Regions from separate parts of the Zea mays genome. Here region 2 is linked to region 1. A link is a contact called in public Hi-C data. All regions are on one chromosome and are shown on one strand. Each heading gives the region's core, a stretch centred on a gene start, on an enhancer-like site or on the middle of the called end of the contact. The rest is flanking DNA. Distances are from core to core; before and after follow the strand shown. Region 1 holds the start of LOC100281645. Region 2 holds the start of LOC100277755.

Region 1 (6,478 bases), core at 2,958-5,457:
CAGGTAAATAGGAAGGCAGAGGCTCAAAGATCTCTTAAGTTGAGGTTTCAGTTCACAACAATGATGAGAGGACTTATTTTCGGCGGTTGAGGACTTAGCCGCGGGAAATAAACAGATTTAAACTAGTCCCACAACTTTCTTCTCTCTTTCCTTCTCCATCCCTCATCTCTCCTGACGCAGTTGCTGCTCTTCGTCGCGCCGCTGCTCCAGACCCGGCCTCACCGCCGTCGCCACCGGACTCGCCCCCGCACCCGCCCCGGACCTGCCCCCGCACTCGCCGCCGACCCTTGCTCGTGCCGTCCGGTCGCCGAACCCTCCTCCCGCACCACTCTCGGTCGTCGCTCCCTCTACGCAGCCCGACCCGGCGTCGAGCCCTCCTCCGGCTAGCCACCACTCCATACAACTGTTGTTTTTTGCGTATTTTATTCTATATTTTCGGTTGTCGTTATTCAATTGCAACCAAAATTAGTATGTAATTGTGATTATGTTTGTTTGATTAGGGTGTGTGATTAATATTATTTTTTAGTACAATTCCATTAATGTGTGTGGTTCAGTGATTAGTGGTATATTGTATTTGTGGCATTAGTTTTATATTAGTATCTGGTACTATTACATTATTAGTTTTTATAAGTACATTACAGTGGTATGTGGTATATTTGCATTATTAGTCTTTATTTTTGGCTAATTTTTTTCGTCGGTCGGAAGCCGCCAAAAATAGATCATATGTTGCCGAAAATAAACTATTTTCAGCGATATATAGCTTATTTTTAGCGGTTTCTGGCCGCCGGAAATGATCTTGTTCTTTGTAGTGGTTATAACAACTTTATGGCTAATTTATACTCATAAGGAAAAGAAACAAAAGCAAAACAAAAGAAATCATTAGGTATCTTGGAAAACACAAGGACTAAAAGAGTACTAGTAGATGTTGGACCGTGTCAGCAGTTTACTCGTATAGTCAACGAAAACACTGTTTTATATTATAAATTGCACTATTTGTAGAGTGTAGTTTAATATAGTTATGTGAGTAAGCTGCTAGAGATAACCTTAGATAACAAACAATGATATTGGTGTATAGATACCTTGTGGTCGGAGCAAATTTAGCTACAAGCTAGTAAAAAAAATTGGTCAACATGTTTACTTGGTTTTAATCCGTATCGATTTTTATTATTCATACAATGTTTTTTTTTGTCTCTATAGATTGTCTTGGAAACAAAACAGTGCGAAGTTAGCTTCAATCCCAAATGAACAATCCGGTGTCTTGGAAAACACAATGACCAGTCGACAGCAAACACGGCTATCGGTGCCCTGTAGCCGAAGCAAATTTTGGCTACAGAGAGAAGAAAAGATCGGAGATCTGATCTTGTGGTGGCCTAGCTGGTCTACCCCTGCTACGCGGCATCTGCGCCTGTGCCGCCTGCCAAGTGATGCGTGTTCGTTTGGCAAGCGTGAAGCGTGTCCTGGCGTTTATGGGAAGCTTCCCGTGCCGTGTCCAACCGCACAAGTACAGACATGGCCGAAAATGACGGATCCAAATGAAACTTGAAGAAAAATGTTACGGATGAAGATGGCACATGTCACTGTCACTTGTTTTATTTCCGTCGCATGGTTGGGGGATTTGATGATGTTGGTGATGCCGGCTATTAGATGTTTACCAAGGTCCAACCAACGAGTTAGTTCCATCTCCATTAAAAAACGCTATAGAACGAGTGTTGATCAAATTCTTTTAAGTTCGATGGAATTAGTAAAAAAATATTAAGCAAAGTTTACATTTTAAAAATTATTATATTCAAAGAACTATCTAACGTTACTAATTAGTTATTATAAATATTGATATTATATATATTTGATAAAGTTAACATGTTGGGTTCTTTTTGGCTTTTGCAACGGAGAGAGTACATACAAAAAAAAAGTCTGAACCACCCTTGAACTAGCCCTTAAATTTGAAAAATAAACCCCTCAAAAATCAAGATTGGACAACAAGTATGCCTTAACTTTTCTAGAAAAAACTTTTGACCGTTTCAAAGTGATTTCTTGGATGACTTTGATGACCCTAGTCTCCCTATCATTTGTTATCTCCCCTTCTCTTATATATAAAAAACATAACTTCACCATGTAAGTCGTATTGATATAAACTTTATACTTAAATTGTATTTCTATTGCTATCTTTTTATTTAATATATTCTAAATATTTTTTAAATCGCTAGATTTTAGAATTCATTTTTTTAAAAAAAATAACATTGGATATTGATATATACCAGAGTTGTAGTTTTCAGTGAATTCTATAACTTTATAGTTAATAATATTTTTAACTGGGGTCGTTTAGGGACACAAATATTCACTTTAAATGTCTTTGATTTCGAAACTTTTTTTTTCCAAACGACCTCTAATGTTCATACAGTGTAAACCGAAGTTGCAGCTCTCAACATGATCCATAATTTCTTGCCTTTTCTGTTTAAAAATTATAAAAAAAATACCTTTTTCGGATATATTAATTTTATTACGTATCTTTGCTATGTATATAAACATAACATATATCTAAATGTATAGCAACAGTTTTGTATTTTTAAAATTAAAACATCTTATAATTTGAAATATAAAAGTAGAGGAATTAGTTGATATTTTTTATTTAAGACCGTTTAGACTTAAAATACCTGTCATTCGAGGGATTTATTTTAAAATGAGTATTTATACCTGCAAATAACCTCGGATTAACAGGCTGTCAAGACATAGCGGTACAATATTTAGGCCTCTACAAAGTTCTAGAAGCGGAATACACCGCTCTTCATGCATCCTAGCATGCTTTCTTTTTGTTTTTTTTGGCCGTTGCGTCGTGCATGCGTGCATTACTCATGCAAAAACTCGCGTAAAAGTACTTTACCAGATCTAATTTGTAGTTCGTTTGTCTTTTTAGTCTAAGCTTAATTAGCTCGTCTTATTTAAAATTTTTCATAATAACAATAATTTTTAGTGTAATATTGTTTATCATATATATGTATGATTTTGACTTTTTTATTTTTTTTCTTCTATAAATTGAATTAGACGAATCAGTCAAACTTGACACAAAAATGCAAAAGGATTATAGTTTAGAACGAAGAGAGTAGTATATAATTGTAATCTCTAGATGACTATAAAGTCTAAAGAGTTGAAAGTAACTTTAGATATTAATACTATGGTACCAAATTTGTTTGACGTAAGAGCATGTATAGTGGAGAGACATCAAAACAGTTTTTCAAGCACAAGAGATAATAAAAGACTCTATTATATAATAGAGTGTCTATAAATTTATTCCACTAATAAATACATAAGTAAATGTGATTATATAGCATCGGATCGATAAAACAGACGCTGACTAAGACGTATGTTAGGTTACGAGCAAGAGATGTCACACTGCTGCACGAGTAGTATATAAAAAATGTTCACTACAAAGGTTTGAAACTTCGAATGCGTGTGCAGAGAAGGAAGATGACTTTAAGGTAGGTACTGTTGACGGCACATGCCATTAATTGTCTGGCAATTCCAAGAAATTTGACCTGAATTCCACACTCCTTGGGTCGAAAAGTTTCTAGCCATTCCGTCCACTGTACTGTACTCGTACTGCTGCTCTGCACTCCGGTATTCATCAATTTGACTTGAGTAGTACTCCCTCCGGTGTAGTAAAAGAAGTCATCCTGCGCGTGACCGAGCGTGCACAAAAAGAAGTCATAGCGCGCGTGGGTCTGGGATTTGGACGTTGTTGCCCCTAGTAATTGCACAAAAAAAGATGCATTTAAGACCTTCAGTCTAGAATGCCTTGGAGCTGCTGCAGCAACCAATCAAGCCTGATTATTTTAGTGATGTTAATGCACCCATATTCCTATTTAATATGGGCAAACAGGGAAAACTCTATGATAATTAATCACTCCTTGGTATGCACAATCATGTCCTAAACGACTACCTTTACTGCACTGGAGGGAGTACCTTTGAAGAGGCTTTGACAGATTAAATTGAGAGTTGCTACAATGCCAGAGAGAGAGGGCACAGGCAATAGGCTAAATAAATAAATAAATAAATAAATATTTTTAGCTAAAATATTCGAAACTCTTGCCGGTCAATGCACGGGCAGAGAAATATCAGCAGACAGCCGCGTAGTACACCGAATCCAGCCAGCGGGCGCCGCACACAGACGAGAGACGAGACGGCTGCGAGAGCAGAGGCAAGACGTGTCTCAAATCTCGCCGTCTCTCGCCGCTGCCTCCTCTCTTCTCCTCTAGAGAAACCGGCCGAACATTCTCGGCAATAATTAAAAAAAAAAACAGTCCAGCCTGCCTGTGCCTGTTTCGTGTGTCTGAGGATCTCCTGATCTCCTCCTCCCCCCTCCCCTGCTCCCTCCCCATCGTCATCCACCTCCTCCACCCATCCCCTCCTCGCTCGCTCTCTCGCGGCTTCCCTCTCCTCCTCTGACCTGCGCATCTGAAGCATAGATAGCAAGCAAGGACCCTGCTCAGTGCTCACCTCGCCGGAGGTGCTGCTGCTACGGCGGCGGCGGCGTACTACTACTACTACGACGAGGTAACCACCACCACCACCACCCGCCCCCTCCTCCTCTCTTCTCTCGTCGGGAATCGTCCTGGTGCTGAGCTGACCGGAGCTCGATTCACCCGTTCGTTCCTCTTGCTCAACACCGTGTTCGGGCAGGGGATGCTGCGTCCGATCCGCCCGCGCCTGAATTCCTCCACCCCTGCCCTGCCCTGCAGTCACTGACAGGTTCGCTGCGATTTCGCCTCGACCCGGCTCCACGGTCCGTGCTCCGTCGCCCCCGGCGGGCGGACCCGATTCCCGGGTCTCCGCCGCCCTCTTCGCCTCGCTCCCGAGGTCGTCTCCACGTGCTCTCGGGAACTCTGCGCGCAGCTCCGGATCTCAACCGTTTCGTTCCCCTCAACCACCTTTTCGTTTACCCGGATTCCTTTTTTTTTATCTCGTTCGTCGTCATGGATCGATGATCAAGGTGTCCGCCTTCCCTTCGAGTACAGGCAGCAAGGGGGGAAGGAAATCGCGGCAGTTAATTCCGAGATCTGTGCCGATTTTTAGGGCCCAAGCTGGAAAGATTCGGCAAGTACTACGTCTGATCTTGTAGCATAGTACCCCCCTCATGTCCGAATAGTGAAACTTGTCTCCGCCCTTGGCGCTTTTAAAAAGTACTACTCATTTTTTTTTAATTCGCGCACTCTGTGAACCAAATCCTCCTCCTTCCTTATCCCAGGCAGCCTCCCCATCTCCTGCGAGTTGCGTGCTCACCGATTCCCGCTCCTCTCCATTGCAGACTCTGCGCGCGCACAAGCCCACAGGAGTGCAGAATTGACCGCGCGCACGACGACGACGACCACCAACAGCAACAGGAGAGAGGAGGAGATCGATAAGGGATGGAGGGCGGCGAGACGACGCTGTCCGGGTTCGGCGGTGCCGGGGCCCCCGGCGTGGACACCAAGGTGCTGCACGCGTTCCAGACCAGCTTCGTGCAGGTGCAGACGCTGCTGGACCAGAACCGCCTCCTGATCAACGAGATCAACCACAACCACGAGTCCAAGGTGCCCGGCGACCTCTCCCGCAACGTGGGCCTCATCAGGGAGCTCAACAACAACATCCGCCGCGTCGTCGACCTCTACGCCGACCTCTCCTCGCTCTTCGCCGCGGCCGACGGCGGCGGCGGCCGCGCCGCGTCCGAGGGCGGGTCCGTGGGCACCGTCCGCCACCAGGCGGGCGCCGGCCACAAGAGGATCAGGTCCGGCCTCGACTGATTTGTTGCCAGGCATTTCTTCTTCGCAGAGAAAAGGAGTAGCAGTACTAAGTACAGTAGCTAGCCACGTACCACCAGCCGCAGCGAAACCACCTCCCTTTTGTCTTCTGACTTGAGCTCTTCTTGTATCTATCGACATACGCTATATATCTATCTATCTATTTATATGTCTCCATTACGACTGTTACCATATTCTTGTTGCTAAGAGCTACTACTACTTAGTATGCGATTAGTCTGTATTTTCGATGCAATGCAATTCATGGACGATGCACGCAACATACAGGGTGAACTTGTCTGAATTCCCAGAGAAACATATACTACACTGAAGTTTGCTGTGCTAACTGATTTGTCGATGGCAGACCACTTTCTTTTTTACTCTGCATCATTCACCAGGGAACACAACAAAGCTTAGGTCCTTTCGATAACCTAATTCAGGAAGCGATGCCATGGCTGACCATGATGGCCCCCCAGAAAAATCCAAGGGAACTCATGAGATGTCAGACGCAAACAGGTGAACCCCCCCCCCCCCCCCCCCCCCCCCACTGATTTCATCTGTGCTTTACACTGTCAGAGAAGAGAAATCCGAAATCCAAGAGCAAAGTCATGATCTTTTGGCGAGCTCATGCTGTCCTCCTGCTTTCCTTTTCTTTCGTCATGCTCGCTTCACTTGCGGAGAAGGGTGCATTCCCCCCTGCCTGCGACGCC
Region 2 (6,913 bases), core at 4,221-6,720, 330 kb before region 1:
CTCCGTCAATGACTGCTCATGTTCAGAAACTGAAACAGCAGGCTCTGACTGTGGAAGTGGACTGCAGGAACCAACATTATCCATCCTATCATTAAGAGTCCCATCAGTTGATGTGAAACCCAATGCTGCCACGCTAGTAGGCAAGAAAGCAACAAACAAACAAAAGTCTCAATTTGAAGATGAAATAGTTTTAAATAGTCAATCAAGAAAAGTTGTCATATGGAAATACTGGAGCTGGTACAATTGCATCTTGATCAAAGGGTACATACTACAAAATATTAGTCGAAAATGCTTCTGACCTTGATGGAGAGTGATCATTCAAGTCTTCTTTAGCCACAGCATCATAATAGGCTGCTAAAGAAGCCTTTGGATAAATTTCAGATTCAAAAGAACCGAAGATGAAATGAGTTCTTTCAGAATCTGGTATCCTGATGTGCTCCGGTATAATGACATGTTCATGTGATACATTAGCATGTGAAAGCTTCTTAGACAAAGCAGACACTTCTGTTTTACTTCCATCATCAACAGGTGATGGAGCACCAGGAGGTGCAGCAGTGCTGGGGCTTACTGATTTGGGCTTCCATTCCAAATGTGGGCTAACTGCATACAAGTGAGTAGTATTTCTAAACATCACTTAGCTAGACCAAGGTAAACCAATAATAAAGATGGAAAAGGCACAACCTATCCCTCCAGAAGTACATGTTAAAATGATTCCACATGGTTCCTTGATGACAGTTAAACATTTTTCTGATTTAAAGGCTGGTCAAAACTTCAATAAATCTACAATGTTATCCCTTTCAGTGTTACACTGATAGCATCTAGCTTCCAAATAACTTAGGATAATGGCACAAAAGCAAAGATAAAATATGGGTATAATGAATGGTGAATGCCTTATAAAATAAATTACTAGTGATCTTTTGCATAGAAGCATAATCTAAACATGCATGTTCGTTCATGGTGTCTTACTCTTATGGGGAAAAATAACTGACAAAAAATCAGATATAGACATCATGAGCAAGCTACTTGTTTTGTTTATCAAGATTTGCCAACGGATGATGTTCCCGTGGAAATGCTAACCTTTTTTATTAATAACATGATGAGATTGCTTATTGCTCAAAAGGTACAGGCAAATTAAAACAGATATTTCTCAGGGAGACACTAGAGAGTCCAGATTGTTGTTCTTTTGAAGGATTATTACCCTTTGGTGCTGATACCACTTTGACTAAGCCATTAGAAGTAGATGTGTATATTGCTGCACTATCAGCTGGCCTTTGCCTAGCACCAACTACTCCAACTTCACGCTTTATGGCTCCAAAAGTTCCAGCTGATTTAGAACCAGGAGAGGGCACATGGATTGGATCTGATGAAGAACAGCAAAGTTCGCCACCAAAATTATTTTTCCCTGATGCTGCAGTGTCCACCGTGTTCTGGTTGCCCTTTCCAAGAACTGCATGAGATCCAACCAATGATGCTTGTGTCCCTTCATATTGTTCCATTTTTCGGACAATAGAAGGCTTGACTTCCTTGTCATGGGCTTGAGCCGCAATTTTGATACCATTGTCAGCATGGGCCGCTCCATGCCCATTAACATTGCAAGTAACCAAGTGGTGTTGGGCAGCAAGCTTTTTGGTTGAGCTTCAGAAACAGGATAACGACATAATGAACAGATGTGGTACTGGTAAAATGATGCAGCAAAGAAATAAAGCAGCTATCAGATCATAAAGCAGAGAAGTCAATAATGCTACTAAGCAAATACTAAAGCAACACGAACAGTTAATACAAATATGTTGATAAAACCACTAAAAACATGAACAAATGAGGAATAAGTGTTTAGTTTTTTTTTTTTTTGGGGGGGGGGGGGGGGGGGTGTTACCATATACCAGCATATAAATTTACAATAACACTGACAGAAAAAAGTGCGTAAGATTAAGAATCCACACTTAATATCCCTAGTTTTGTGTTATGCAATTATCTTGAAATAACACAATGTTTTCTAATTGTGATCACTGTCACAATGTTCCATTTTATAGATGGAAAGTAGAATACAAAGAGCCATAGGAGGGACAACTGGTATACTCTACCATTTATCTCTAACATTTGAAAAAGCACATTCATTGCTAGAATCGCCGTTCTGAGATGCTTCTGGCAAAGTCTCACTAACTTCTTTCAGTTTAATTCTGTTATCTTTGACAACACGAAATTCCTGTGTGACTCCTGAAAGTGTCCGATGTTCAAAGGTTAAAAGAAGCTTATTGCAAAATGCTGGATTAACACATAAATACAAGTGACGAATCATAATAATTTTTGTACTTCCATGTTTTAAACATGAAGGGCAGGTCTGGTGTAATGGTGAGAAATGTTTCACTGAGTCATCAGGTCGTGGGTTCTAAACAACTTCTCCGCATTTGCGGGAAAGGCTCGTCTCGATTTATCCCTTCCCTAAAACCCACTCATGTGGGAGCCTCCAGCACTGGGTCTGCCCTTTTTCCATGTTTTAAGTGCTAGTTGCTTTTATACAACATAAGAATGAAGCATCTACAGTTGTCTCAGAATATATAGCCATAACACCACTGTAAAAATGTAGTAGATGTTGCAAGAATGGCATGCAAGTACAAAAGGCTAAGACTGTCTCCAACGGGAAGTGTAAAATAGATGACGCGGAACTATAGTCTATAGATGACACTGTTTGCAGAGTGAAGTTTGAAATAGGGGATGAGATATGAGATCTGCTGGAGATAGCCTAAGAGCTTCCATCTTGCCATAGTATCCACATATGTCAGTATTTTATCTAAGTAAATAATGTTCCATATGTTTAATGTGTTTTAAGAAAACATGAGCGGTGGCTAGAAGGCTAAAATCAGAAGCAAATTGGTTGCTAGATTGAAAACGACTCATATGCAACAATAAAACTGAGCAAATCCAAAAAAACTGGTTTTATGTAGAAACGTGCTACACATTATCGGCATCTGTTTTACAACCAAAAAGTCATCATGCATGCCACAGGATCACATAAAAAATATCTATAAAATTAATCTCAGAACAATCAGCATTAAAAACATGAACTGAAGGATTAGTATGGCCAGCGATGGCTATAATTAAAAATATATTACAGCCTTATCAGGTATTGTGCAAAGACACTGTTTGGCACAACTCCAGCTCCAATATTTGTGGAGAGCTCGGGAGTTACACTTATGGGTTCGGCTGTTTGGATGAGTCATCTTGTTTTTACTTTGTAGACTTTGACTTTAAAGGCTCAAACCACTATATTTGACATACAAACTTAGATCTGATGTGGAAGTGGGAGCTAGAGCATTGACGAGAATGGCCTAAGATGGTACCATTCATGTCTGAGAAAATATCAGCATGATCTTGGATTTACACAGCCTAGAAAACATCAATACAAATACAAACTATGGTGCATACTGTACATAAAAAAAAGTAAGGCAATCTTCTAGCTACGTCAAAATTTTCACATAATGCATCCAAAAGAACTGCAGAAAATATAAAAAAACTCGGCCGGTAGGGGAAAGACCGCCGCCACGGTATTATATTAAGAAGAAGCTCAATCGGAGCCCTAACCGAGAAAGGTTACGAAAGCTAGACCCCCGTGCAGCATGAGGGCCCACCCCCTATAGGCTGGATCTTTACTCGTGCTTTGAGCACTCCCAACCCCTACACGAGGATCCGTCCCTCATAGGTCAGTCCATCTCGTTTGCACACAACCAAGAGAACCAGTGAGTGACTTTTTAAACCTCGGCCTGAAATTCGCTCCCACTAGGATTCGAAATCAGGACATGAGGAGTGCTATTTAGATCACTGACCACCTAACCAACTCAGCTAGAGGCTCTTTCGCTAACTGCAGAAAATATACTTATTTATGACACTAAAACATGCCATTTTATTTTGTAGCATGTTGTATATGAAGGTTTACCAGGCAATGAACTTCGAGAGTAGCCTCCTCTAGTAATATTTCTATTGAAAACTCTTCCAGGTCTTGCCCATTCTTTTTTCATTTCTTTTTGCACCCTGATAGCATTCATGCCTTGCTGACTTGTGTTCTGCAATGGCAGAACAAACTAAGGGTGAGATGAGACATGGTAACAGTAGTTACAACTCATATACGGATGACAATAAAAAAACAAATGTCCAACAGAACAGCAGTAACAACTAGATGACCATTTGGCACTAACACGATGGGCCAGCCCAGGCACGGCACGAAAAAGCACGGTCCAGGCACGACCCGGTCCGGTTAGTATAGTGCCAGTGCCTGGCACGGCACGGCTATAGTGCCGTGCCTGGGCCACTATCTCGACCCGTAGTGCTGCCACGGGCACGACACGGTTACATTTTTTATTTTATAAATAATAGTTTACATATATTAAGTATAAGAATTCAACATATAACACAATAAAACTGCAGCTGCACTGGTTAGATGGATGCGTTTAAGCCTCTTATGCACTAGGTTGTGGGTTCAAGCCCCCACAACTACACATTTTTTGCTAAATTCTACAATATACTCAGATGGGCCATAGTGCCACCGGGCCGGCCCGGCACGACTAACAGGCTCACGGGCCGTGCCTGGGCCGCGGCAGCGGCACGCCGGCCCATCTTGGCACGGCACGTTTCGTAGCCGGGCCTAGCGGGCCGTGCCAGCGACGGGCCGTGCCGGGTCGGGCCGTGCCGGCCCGTTTGGCCATCTATAGCAACAAGGGAAATAACACATACCTCTCTATTGCTGCCATGACGCTTTGTGCTGTTATGAAAATACTCTGCAGGGGGGCATTTAACAATAGTTAGCACTTCATTAAAAAAAACTGAATGTGCTCATAGTCATAAAACAAAAGAAAACATATATGCCATAAAGACCAATGCTCCAATGCATACATTAAATATCTAGGCCCTGGCATTAACAATTCCCATTCCCAACTCTAGTGGCGGGGGGTAACACAGGGCATGGAGTTGCAGGTCGGGCTGAAAATTCAGAATAAGGTGATAATATATTAATAGTAGTGAATGATACTTTAGGTTAATTATGCCACCGGACAGTGTCGGGCGAATGCACAAGCAGGAGAACCGAATCAGAATGGGGTTTCTTATATCAACAGGGTCCACAAGCCAACAATGCAAAACAGATGGATAGGAGTATCCATCCATCCCTCGCAGGACGTAGGGTTAGGTTCCGAACGCTATTAGTTCGAGAAAGAGGATTCAACAAATTAGCACGCAATCAGAAAAAGGCTAGGGCTCACCGATAAAGCCGGAGGAGCCTCCCCTCGACGCCATCAAAGGAGACGAGAGGAGGGGGAGAGGGCGAGGACAAAAAAGTCGAATCCGGCGGTGTGGTCCTGCTGGAGGCGGCGGGCGTGGGCAGGGGAGGCGACGAGGGTTCGGCCTTCGGCGGCGCGGGCGGCGGGGATATGACTGGAGCGGTGGCGTTTCCTTGGCCCTAGGATGACGATGGCGTGCGAATACGATAATCAGACTTCGATGGGAAAGTGTAATGATGATTGGGCCGTGAGCCCAGACGTCAAGGCCCAAATGTATATTGCAATACACTTGGTTGGGCCGAAAAACTCTCTCTTTTCTAGTCTCTAATCTCTAGAGCAACTTCAAAAGGATGAAAAAAAAACTTTCCCTTAGAAGCTGATTATTGGAGGTACACTAAAACTTGTTAGGGGTGGATTACCCTCCAACAGTTTTTCAAACATAACAGCAACACTATGTTGCAGGCTTCAAGTGTGTATGTACTAAGGAGTGTTTGAATGCATTAAAGCTAATAGTTAGTTGACTAAAAATTGCTAATTGAATTAGTTAGCTAACTAGTGTCTAATTTACTAAAAGTAACTAATAGCTGAACTATTAACTAGACTGTTTGGATGTCTCAGTTAATTTTAGCACCTAACTATTAGTTCTAATGCATTCAAACACCCATAAATCCTACACTTTGTGGTGATGCAATCGCAGCAAAGAAAACAAAAGGATGGAAGACTCATGTCCCCATCCGCTTTATTGTCAGGTTAACAATAGCAACATCTACTTTCACTGTTGCTTACCATGTGATTGGTTTCCTGAGTGTGGAGCGTCTGTCTCACGTCAGCCTGGGTTGCTGGAAACGCGGCGGAGCTGTATCTCCGCGCATACAGACGAGAGAGCTAAAAAAGGTTATGTGGTACGCGTGGGAGCATGTTGTCGTCATCCTCTACGGCCAACCAATCACAAATTTTGCATGGTCAACTGTACGCGGTGCGCCTGGGCGTGGCTGGCGGCGCAACCAATCACGTGGTTAGCTCCTGAACGAGCCTAGGACCAAGCATATTAAATCATCACCAACAGAACAAGTGCAGGAAATGGACGGAGCCATCATGTCGACCAAGCCAATGTGTTGCATTCTCACAGGCCGGTACCAAGAAGAAGATCTGAGTGAGTTCTTGACGCAAAAACCATTGAGTCGGTGACACCAGCAGCAAGAGATCTAGAAAACCGTCAGATCGACCGACCGAGAGACCAGACAAAATCACAAAAGAATGGTTAGCTCCCAACCTTGCTCCTCCTTGTTGCCGCCATCCATTGTCGTAGGAAGAAGAAGCAACAAATTAACTGCCTGGATGGGGATAACAAAATTGCATCAGCCACTTAGTAAAAGAAACAACGGTGATTGTACCGATACACGGTGTACTCCTCAATGCTCATGGTGGTTGGTGGTGATTGGAGTAATAATCTGTGTTGTGCATGCTAAACTGCTGCTATCATTGGCGAGAAGTTATAGACACAGATGGTGGTGGCATGTCACCGTTGCCGCTGCCGCCGTTGCGCTCCTCGTCGCCCTGTATCCTGGTGGGGATGCGGATCCCGGAGAGGGCGATGCCGGGTGAAAGTCGCCTAGAGGGGGGGTGAATAGGGCGAAACTGAAATT

What was found. Hi-C and Micro-C count contacts between places; a contact is called where the count stands out from the background.
Region 2: a contact with region 1 is called in a Hi-C map of ear, with 1.9 times the contacts expected there. The contact joins the promoter of LOC100277755 here to the promoter of LOC100281645 in region 1. A contact is called at or near these places in 3 of 25 Hi-C or Micro-C datasets (ear, leaf and tassel).

What each region holds. Positions count from the first base shown.
Region 1 is chr1:71,754,805-71,761,282 of Zm-B73-REFERENCE-NAM-5.0, reverse strand. It overlaps LOC100281645, which reads left to right and starts at 4,207. Exons shown (of 3, transcript NM_001348962.1): 1 at 4,207-4,548; 2 at 4,734-5,088; 3 at 5,300-5,958. The coding sequence starts at 5,400. The coding sequence ends at 5,774.
Region 2 is chr1:72,089,358-72,096,270 of Zm-B73-REFERENCE-NAM-5.0, reverse strand. It overlaps LOC100277755, which reads right to left and starts at 5,470. Exons shown (of 10, transcript NM_001412144.1): 1 at 5,250-5,470; 2 at 4,726-4,769; 3 at 3,932-4,058; 4 at 2,082-2,214; 5 at 1,199-1,635; 6 at 300-600; 7 at 1-85. The coding sequence starts at 5,283.